2 separate regions of the Gasterosteus aculeatus genome follow, and region 1 is linked to region 2. The links are chromatin contacts, called in public Hi-C maps. All regions are on one chromosome and are shown on one strand. Each heading gives the region's core, a stretch centred on a gene start, on an enhancer-like site or on the middle of the called end of the contact. The rest is flanking DNA. Distances are from core to core; before and after follow the strand shown. Region 1 overlaps sned1 (sushi, nidogen and EGF-like domains 1). Region 2 holds the start of espnla (espin like a).

Evidence for each region. Hi-C and Micro-C count contacts between places; a contact is called where the count stands out from the background.
Region 1: a contact with region 2 is called in a Hi-C map of tail fin, with 2.8 times the contacts expected there. The contact joins the enhancer-like site here to the promoter of espnla in region 2. A contact is called at or near these places in 2 of 6 Hi-C or Micro-C datasets (skeletal muscle and tail fin).

What each region holds. Positions count from the first base shown.
Region 1 is chr8:4,372,078-4,377,169 of fGasAcu3.hap1.1, forward strand. sned1 (sushi, nidogen and EGF-like domains 1) reads left to right here. Exons shown (of 32, transcript XM_078107609.1): 15 at 548-691; 16 at 1,438-1,611; 17 at 1,756-1,869; 18 at 1,961-2,077; 19 at 2,184-2,297; 20 at 2,407-2,523; 21 at 2,648-2,935; 22 at 3,015-3,198; 23 at 3,386-3,498; 24 at 3,774-4,052; 25 at 4,651-4,792; 26 at 4,906-4,988. Among protein-coding and RNA genes, the nearest start is that of ryk, 7.2 kb to the right of the region's middle. Within about 2 kb of position 2,499, at least 1 of the 9 cell types and tissues checked has open chromatin away from gene starts, as enhancers often do.
Region 2 is chr8:4,314,495-4,319,484 of fGasAcu3.hap1.1, forward strand. espnla (espin like a) reads left to right here and starts at 2,702. Exons shown (of 11, transcript XM_040185182.2): 1 at 2,702-3,128; 2 at 3,461-3,651; 3 at 4,580-4,766; 4 at 4,844-4,990. The coding sequence starts at 2,835. scly (selenocysteine lyase) reads left to right here. Exons shown (of 13, transcript XM_040185180.2): 4 at 1-34; 5 at 139-316; 6 at 412-539; 7 at 756-911; 8 at 1,011-1,117; 9 at 1,226-1,262; 10 at 1,372-1,455; 11 at 1,596-1,695; 12 at 1,886-1,961; 13 at 2,073-2,451. The coding sequence ends at 2,226.

The sequences.
Region 1 (5,092 bases), core at 1,249-3,748, 57 kb after region 2:
CTTAGAGCAGTGCTGAAATGTTGACACATTCTTTTGTTACAAGTCCCTCAGATTACTGCAACACTCGTTCCATCTGGCTCCATACTGGTGCCTTTTACCAGCGACTGCCTTTTATTTTTATTATCAACAACCATCTGATCTTCCACTGCCTTTCCTTTGAGAGGTGGCTGTTCTGAATGGCTCCTAGTGGGATACCGTCCTCTTACCGGTCTAATAGATCTCAGACCAGAGAACTTTGTTAGTTAAATTGTAGTTTTCTGTATTCATACCTATATCCCTTTGACACCAAAGAGGCTATTTGGCTTATTTGTTTGCAAGCCAGCTTAGATACAGAAAAACTACTGGCATGGTGCGAGGAAGAACCCATTCAGCTGATCCGCTTCCAATGTTTTTTCACTTTTGTTAACATTGCGAGAAATGGAATTTGGCTTTATCAGAGGTCTGCAATCCCTGAGGATATGCAGTCTTTCCCCTCGTTATCAAAAAAGTTACTCATTGTTTATTTTTGTCCTGATCGCAATGACGTAGTGTGTATGTTTCCTTGCAGGGAAGCCAGACCCCTGTGCCTCCAGCCCGTGTCGGAATGGGGGAACATGTTTCCACTACATAGGGAAGTACAAGTGTGAATGCACAGAGGCCTTCAGCGGCAGGCACTGTGAAATAAGCAGGACGTCCCTACAGGCCGTTGCAGGTGAGCACACCGCGGGTCACCACGCAGCGGCGTCCAGATCTCGGCTTTGTGTAACACTGACTTCAATAGATTGGCACAAGCAGGGTGTGATGTTCTGCCTTCCTGACTCCAAATCGATACTCTCCAGACTCATCTTCTCTTTATCGCCTTTGTTCAAATGATTTGTTTCGTTTCATCCAAACAATGTAATCTAGCTTTAAATAAGTTAAGTTAAGTTAAGTAAGAGTGGATAACGTACAATACAAAGGAAGTCCCGCCCCCTCCTCTTATCACCGCTGATCCTCATCAGGTCAATCTAATTATTCATGAATAAAGTTATTATTTCAGCCATGCGAACTTAACAAACATTCATATGAAGGGAATCCACATAATTCCTACTAACAAATGAAATAATATGATTTAACCAAAACAGAAAATATGGCTCCAACACAGCGGATATCCTGAGCTCTTAAGTGGAGAGATACTAGCTTTCCATGTGCAGATAATTTTAGCATGTTGCTGCACCGGAGGCCTCACATTTACAGATATAGAGCAGCTACAGAACCTATATAAAGTCCAACCCGATGATTCATGTCTGGGCGCTCCAACAGCACGCTGGAGATAATTTTAGGAGGCTAAAAACAGAGAGGCTGCATGGAAAACACCTTGGTAGCTGTTAGTCTGTTCCTGGATGAGCTCCGGCGTTCGTGAGCTTGCGTCACAATGCGGCCGAGCCGACGTTAACAACGTGTTTGTATTCCTCTCAGAGCTTGGCTGCGGCCCGCCGCCACAAGTGAAGAACGCAGAGGTGCAGTTCTCCTCAACAACAACCGGCTCCATGGCTGTCTACATATGCCACTCAGGCTTCAGATCCGTGCCCAGAGCCACCCAGAGCATCTGTGGCATTCAGGGGGACTGGAGCCAGCCCCCCGTCTGTGAGGGTCCGTAACACACACACACACACACACACACACACCGGACGAAAAACAGTCCTTTAATGACCCCGGAAAGTCCTAATCAATCATTCTAGGGTCTACAAAAGTGCATACTCTTGTGTCCTAATGTCTTCATTCATGTCACTGCAGAGGTCAATGAATGCCTATCACAGCCTTGTCTTAATGGCGGTACGTGTCGGAACCAGGTGGGATCCCACCAGTGTGAGTGTGCAGATGGCTTCAGTGGAAGCCGCTGTCAGACAGGTAAAGCCTCAACTTAGTCGTCTGCTTTTTAAAAGTCCAGTGCATGTGCACACACTTATAGCTTCCTATGTGTGTGTCTTCCCCCCCTTAGCGGACATAAAGACATGCCTGTCGGAACCCTGCGAGCACGGGGGGACATGTGAGGACCGGCCTGGCTCCTACCTGTGTCATTGTTCTCAAGGCTTCAAAGGCCAGAACTGTGAAATGGGTACAATGTGAATTCAATCTGTTGCTTTACCTTTGAAGCTCATACCTTATTTTTACTATACAGGAGCGCTATCACATTCTACTGTACATTACTGAACTGTGTGCAGAGCAGGATGGCTGTGAGTCCGGCCCTTGTCTAAACGGAGGCGTGTGTCGGGGTTACAGACGGAATTATTTGTGCTCATGCAAAGGCGGCTTCTTTGGGGACCAGTGCCAGATGTGTAAGTGGCTTCGTCAAAAGCGAATTCACACAACCTGCACCCAGTCGGCCAAAGACGTGAACCCGCAGACACCCACAGACACTAACCGCTTGTGTCTGTCGCCCCCAAGTGGAGAACCCGTGCGTTCTGCAACCTTGTGGCAACCGCGGCCTCTGCCGGAGCGACAAGAGAGGGAACTACAACTGCTTCTGCCGTGTCGGACACACGGGGAAAGACTGCGAGAAAGGTCTGTGAGAGTCCCACCCGAGTGCTACTCCCGTGCTCTCCGTAGCTCACCGCCCGCTTCGCAAAGGCCGCTCTGTGACTACATAACATATGAATTTGACGCGTGAAGTTGCCACTGTTCCCAGACCTGTTGCCTCCCTCCGGCCTCCACGTGCTGCGCGTGGAGGAGAACGAGGTGGAGCTGCGCTGGGACGAACCGGAGGCCTCGCACAGCCCGGTCAGCGGCTTCCTCGTCACGTACGCCCCCCTCGGCCGGAGCGACCCCAAAAGTGACCTGCTGGAGAGGCGGCAGTCTTCCCACGTCATGCGCGGCCTGGTGCCCGGCATGCTGTACAACATCTCCACCTTCTCCATCAAACGCAACACCGACAGCAACGACAACAGTCAGCCCGCCACCGCGCTTATACGCACCAGTGAGCACGCTTTTTAAGGCCTTATTAGAATGTGTGTGTGTGTGTGTGTGCGCTTTCACGGCTGTGTTTCCTTTGCTAGGACCTCCACCGGCGGAGCAGCTGCAGGCCGTCAACGTGTCCTCCTCCCAGGTGTGGCTGAGCTGGCTGGTGCAGGCGGCGCACCACGCAGCCGTCAGCAGGGTGCACGTGTCACTGACGCCCGCGGACGGCGGCGAGGCTCGCACCGCCGTGCTCAACGCGAGCGCCACGGAGCACACCTTCAGGTGAGGCCCTGCGCCATTAGAAGTTACCACTAAACGGTGCTGATGCTGAGCTGTAATCGGGTGAAGGGGCTTTCGGCCGGTAGAGGGCGCGTTTTAGTCAATGACTGAGGCTCTCAGCAGCACCGTGAGGATGAGGAGGTCAGGTATCCTTTGTCCGCCGGAGTGCCATTTTCTTTCTGTCCCCCAGTTCATTAGTGCCTGGTCAGATGTACACAGTGGATGTGATGACCCAAAGTGGAATCAGACCAGACGAGTTTCCTTCCACCAGCCACTCCGCCGGACCGCTGCAATTCTGGACAAGTAGGTCACATGTCATCATGCAGAAGTCATTACAGCGATAACAACCTCTGATTAGATCCCAGTGTGTTTGGTGTATTTCCAAAATACGATGATTTCATTCATGTGGAAATGCTGTAGACGTTAGTCATGGTTTTAATCAACACAATGATGTCACAATTAAGGCTTTATTCACATATGTTATTTAACCCAATCCTCTGTTAAGATCCAAGCACCTTAAACTTAAATGTGTTGTATTCACTGGTCATCATTCTCGAAACAATGTGTTTGTCCCTCAGGACCTCTCCCCCCACAGAACCTCTCCCTGTCCCACGTGACCACTAACTCGGCACTCATCAGCTGGAGCCGCCACCCGAGAAACGTCCCCGACGGCTTCGTGGTCAACGTGACCCGAGGGTTGAACACCAGGAGCCGCTTCCTTCCCAACGGGAGATTAGGATCGTATACCCTGCGCGAGCTGACGCCGGGGCAGAACTACTACGTGGCCCTGACGGCGGTGAGGAGCACCGGGCAGGAACAGATCCACAGCTTCCCGCAACACTTAGCCTTCGCTACCTGTGAGTGAGACCATGGTGCTGGTGCCTGCACGGCCTTCTTACCATAGAAGGTGTAGAAATGATTTCTAGTTGTGTAGAGGAGACACTGAGCGGGTTGCTGTTTATTAGTCATATTCTTTTCACAGTTTTGTTTGTTCAAACACGGACTCTAATGGGACCATCCCACAACCCCCGATACGGTTCATGCATGATGTGTTGCTTCATGTCGCTTAGTCAGACGGGTCCTATATAAGTGATTCGTTGATCCAACAGGTCTGCCAGTTACTACTTTTTCACAGAGGGTTGGGAAGGTTCGGCTAGCAGTTTATCACTTCATACAATCATCATCATTTACAACTTAAAACATTTGAGTGTGATTAAAATGCAAAAGGAAAAGACTAAACATTAAATGAAAGCAATACAAATAAAATTAAAAGTAAACGAATAAACTGTACAGGATAAAATACACGACACACCTTCCGTTTCTAAAAGGAACTGAAGAAAGAAGAAGTCCAGGAAGAAAGACCCTCATGTCTCAAGTCTCATAAAGGCTCATAAACCTCCTAATGTCGAATAACTGACTTTCAAACATGCTCTGAACCCGTGTCCTTTAACATAGTGCCAATGGGGGCCAGATCCGGGAGAAGAGAGAGGCCAAGCGGGACGGGACCAGGACCTCAGGTGGTCCGCACACTTCCCCCGTCTCAGCCTCAGCACCGCGGAGGCACGACCGAAACGGAGAACTCGGATGAGTTACCCAGGTACACGGGGAGCGTCGACGGTCATAAAAACATGTACGATGGGGAAGAATCTGTTTATCATCATGCTGAATTAGAAGTTGCAAAGAACGACTCACCTGTTGTCAACGCTGCAGGTACACAGAACTCATCGACAGACGGGGAAAGATAACGGCCAAGTTCACTCACACGCCTCGAAAAGCCGTTCGACATCGCACTAGTAAGTAAGAGTGAATCACATGACTCAACCATGTGATTAACCTTCAGTACGTCATCGCTGAAATATTTGACGTGCTGGATACAGGCTGCAGAGTAACATTAGTA
Region 2 (4,990 bases), core at 1,452-3,951:
AGAAGACATCATTTTCACATCCGGTGGAACGGAGGTGTGTGGAATTTTTGCATTTGCTTTTGTTTTTCAAAAACCCTTTTGCAGAATTGTGGTCCGCTGCATCCAGGGGTGGTTCATAGCAAACGCGTCTTCTTTCAGGCCAATAACCTGGTGCTGCACACTGCCTTGGAGCACTTCAGGACGAGCTGCAGGGCTGCAGAGCAACGCGAAGGACACCGGAATGGAAGCTCTGGCCTCCCTCACATAATCACCTCGAATGTGGAGCACGACTCGGTCAAACTGGTAGCTGAGCACCTACAGAAAGATGGCGAGGCAGGTAGGAGACGGTGCTTTTTTTTGTTTGAACAACTAACCCTCTTGACGTTTACTCGGGTCCTCGACTTGTTTGGGTAACTGTGCTTTTTGTCACAGATGTGACGTATGTGCCTGTGTCTAAGGGGACAGCCCGCGTGGAGGTGGAGGACATCATGGCTGCGGTGCGTCCCAACACTTGTCTCATCTCGGTCATGCTGGCCAACAATGAGACCGGAGTCATCATGGTGAGAAGGAGATAGAGGGTTCTTCTACTCGTCCGTATAGTACCGATAATAAAGAATTTCTACTTCAGTCATTGGAAAAGACAGAACGCTCCGTCGATATTAGCAGACATTTGCATTAGCTGATAAGTCCTAGCGTTTATCATATTTTGAAGATGATTTTAAATGGAATCGTATCTTAAAGACAGTCTCTGATGGGAATCTCCTTCGTCTCGTCAGCCGGTGCAGGAGATCTGCCAGAGAGTAAAGTCTCTCAACAAGCGGCCCGAGCGGCTCCGGATCCTCCTCCACACCGACGCCGCTCAGGCTCTGGGCAAAATCCGAGTGGACGCCTGTGAACTAGGAGTGGACTACCTCACCATAGTGGGACACAAGGTCAGGAACCAGTTGGATAAAAAAAAGAAAATTCAATTTGGCGTCACGAACATGGAAAAAAAAAGGTTATTAAAAGTTCCGCGGCGCCACCATTCCCAGTTCTACGCCCCTCGGATCGGCGCGTTGTTTGTGAACGGCCCGGGAAGAAGAACGCCGCTGTATCCCATGCTGTTCGGAGGAGGACAGGAGAGGAACTTCAGACCAGGGTACACATTGTCCTCTTTGAGGACGTCTCCATTGAGTCCCAAGTATGCATGAAACAGCTGCAAAGATCTAAATGTAACGGTCAATCGACCCTTTTTTGAATATTACAGCACAGAAAACACGCCAATGATTGCTGGTCTGGGAAAGGTATGTTCCCTATTCCCTAAACGTGTTACTGGAATATTTCTCTGAATACTATTTGACTGTATGGGAAGTTTTTTTATCTTTCTATGATGATTTATTGTGTGTCTATTAGGCTGCAGAGCTGGTGACCTCTAATCTGTCAGATTATGAGAGTCACATGCGAACTACCAAACTTTACCTGGAAGAAAGACTGAAGGTAAGTTTGATTCCGTTGATTCACATTCGCTGGTGTATGTCAATAGTCATGACAGCAGTTTCTGCAGTTATTGAGGTTGTCATCTGCGCAAAGGAGGGCGTGCGTTTGTGTGTTTTCCGTAATGTGCTTTCCTTTTTTAGGCCGTCTTCAACGGCAAGATCCGCTTCAACAGCCATTTCCCTGGCGCGGACATCCTGCCTAACACATGTAACGTGTCCATCCTGGGCCCGACATTACAAGGTGATGTCATCACTTCTTCCTTCCCCGGGCTACGTGTGCTTTGGCGTGTCGTTTAACCCTACACCAATGTTTGCGAGAGTCAGTTCATGACCTGCACAGGGCTCCGTGTAAGCCGCAAAGGCTTTGAATGATTAATCTCTCCCTCTCCTTCTTGCTCTATCTCTCTCTCTCTCTCTCGCGCTCAATTTAGGATGGAGGGTATTGTCCAACTGTAGGAGGCTGTTGGCCAGCGTTGGCGCCGCCTGCCACTCAGACAGTGAAAACAGGTAAAAGAGCCCCTCTTTCACCCGTTACGCTTTTGGTCCGGATGCCACGTTGATGCCAATCCACCTAATCCCCCCCCCCTCCGCCGCCGCTGCACTGTGTCCATCCATCAGGCCGTCCCACGTCCTTCTGAGCTGTGGCGTCCCCCCGGAGGTGGCAGCTAACGCCTTGCGCCTGAGCGTTGGCAGGGCGACGACCAAAGCGGACGTGGATGCAGTTGTGGAGGACCTGAAGGAAACTGTGCAGCTGCTGGAAGAAATTAACTGAAAGGCCTTGATGTGCATTGACAGTCGTCCCGTAGGTCAGATACAGGTCAGGTGTATAGAATTGAGATGCACCGTGTTTAGTGTTTTTGTTACGTTCTCTGATCATGCAACAAATATGATATATAATGAATAAAAGGGAAGAGCTGCTGCTTCCATCAGGAGCCAATCAGCTAATTGGAGTCAGGGTTACATCAACGTGTTATAGAAATAAAACATATTAACACAACCTTTTGATATTTTGTCATGAATTCAAAGAGCTGTGAAATATAACATGTGGCCTATAATCGTTTGATCGGCCCCGCTGAGATGATTTTTTTAAAATGTTGGAAGAAATAACAGCGCGGTGCATTGGCTTCTCCCGTTACCGAGGTCGGTGGAGCGTCGGAGCGGGTGCCAGCTGACGGTCACCGGCGTACAAAGGAGCGCCTCCAACCGTCCGTCATTACCTTTCTATCCCCCCCCCCCCCAAAAAAAAGGCCAGGCCGGCCATCTGGCTGCTTGCTCGGGTTCCACTTTCCTGGCACGTTTTCTTGCTATCGGATGTGAGCGGGGGATGAGCGCTGTCCCGGCGGGGGGCCCAGAGAGCTGCGGGGAGCGGAGCGCGCGGCCATGGTGCTTCATCGGGCCATCGGGGCGGCGCGAGCGGGGGACCTCGGTGCCCTGCGGCAGCTGGCATCTTCCGGTCACCTCTCACCTGTGATCACCGACGCTCAAGGCGCGGGCCCGGTGCACCACGCGGCGAGGTGCGGACGCCTGGAGTGCCTGCGCGTGCTGGTGAGCGAGCTGGGGCTGGCGGCCGACCGCCGGGCCTCCAACGGGGCCACGCCGGCGCACGACGCCGCGGCCACGGGCCACATCCGGGAGCTGCGATGGCTGGTGGATTTTGGAGGCTGCAACGTTAATGTGAGTTTGTCCACCGTGTGATTCTTTAGAGGAGGGGGAGCAGTTGTAAAAAGGTCCCGTAGCCTACAGAACCTTTTTACAGATGTATTACCAGCCAGTGTAATTGGGTCCAGATGCTGAACTTCGCTATTGGAACGGAGTCCGGTCTGCTGATGTTTACATCTCGTCGCTTCTCAAGTCTCGTGAAGAACACACGTGACATAACATTGAATTTCAATGGCGGCGAAAATCGCAATCGCCGTTGAAACCTCTTGATATTGACACTGAGCCATCGCAGTGGGTGAGTCGCACATCAAGCCTCACCCCACTCCCATCCTTCCTCACGTTTCCAGGACAGGGATGCTGCGGGTTCGGCCGCCCTGCACCTCGCCGCCCGCTTCGGATGCGCGGAGGTCATCGAGTGGCTGCTCTCCGTCGGAGGAGAGGCCGAGGCGGAGACGGACTCCGGGGCCGTGCCGGCTCACTACGCCGCGGCCAACGGAGGCCTCACCTGCCTGAAGCTACTCGTTGAACAGGCACCTGGGTGAGGTCATAGACGCCTCTCCTTCTTTCCTACAAAGGTCCATCAGAAAACAGAAGGAATGAGCTCAGCGTTTATGAGATGAATGTGACCGAGCTCACAGCTGATTAGGCGCCAGTAGACGTCTGTTTATGGGTGTTTGATGTACATAAACGCTATAAGAATATATGATCATGGCCTCTGCCCGCTGACTGGAGACCGGTGACAGGCCTCAGGTGAGAGGAGCTAATGTGCAGTCAGCCAATCATTACCTGATGCATGAATACACCAAAGATCAGCATCACACTTATGGTCACCTGATCGTTATCCTTCTTCCTCCTCTTTTTTTCACCTTGCCACAATCTTTGCACGTCACCGTGGTAACGGCAGAAGTGCTGCCTGTGGTACACCTGGTGGGGACCACTGGCTTAGAGGACCTAATCATGCACACTCAGATTAAAGCAGGTGTCACATCACAAGGACAACAACAACTAAACAAAAGAGACCACGTGAAACATGTCGCCCGATATTGATCTCGTCTCTTCTCCATCTCGTAAACCCAGTGTCTCAGACCGTGTCTCCCTCCAGAACCACCACATGTAACCATCAGTCCCCGTTGAATGATACTTGCCTGGACAGCGCTGGTCGCGTGGCAGCCCCGCGGGTGTGGAAGGACCGTATGTATGTACGCTGTAAAAGCAGCTCTGCCGCGTTGACTTATCCTGGTTTCAACCGTCACTGCCCAAATATCAATAAAGTCTGTTCAAATCACAGCAGGCAGCCACGGATCAGAGCGTTTAACAGTAGGCCCGTCAAATGTGGTTGTCCGTCACATCGGCGTGTTCTCTCCACTACATATCTAACTGGTGTGTTGCATCTGGAGCTTGGATGTGTGCGAGACATTTTGTCACCGATGCTTAACCCCCGTTTGTTGATCCATGTCGGCACACAGCTGTGTGGACCGCCAGACGGTCACCGGCGCCACCCCGCTCTACCTGGCCTGCCAGGAGGGGCACTTGCACGTTGCGCAGCACCTCGTGGACAACTGCGGCGCCGACGTCCACCTGAAGGCCAACGACGGCATGACCTGCCTGCACGCCGCCGCTCACATGGGCCACCAAGCTGTCGTGGCGTGGCTGGTGAGTCGAGGGGCGCCACGAACGCACGAGACATGTCTTTGTTTCACTGTGTAACCTTCCTCGCCGGACCTCAACAGGTGACCTGCACCGATGTCAGCCTGTCCGGCCGGGACAGGGACGGAGCCACGGCTCTGCACTTTGCTGCCAGCAGAGGGCATCGTTGCATTCTGGAGAGGCTGCTACGCATGGGTTTAAAGGTCGTGGAGGATTACTGGGGAGGGACC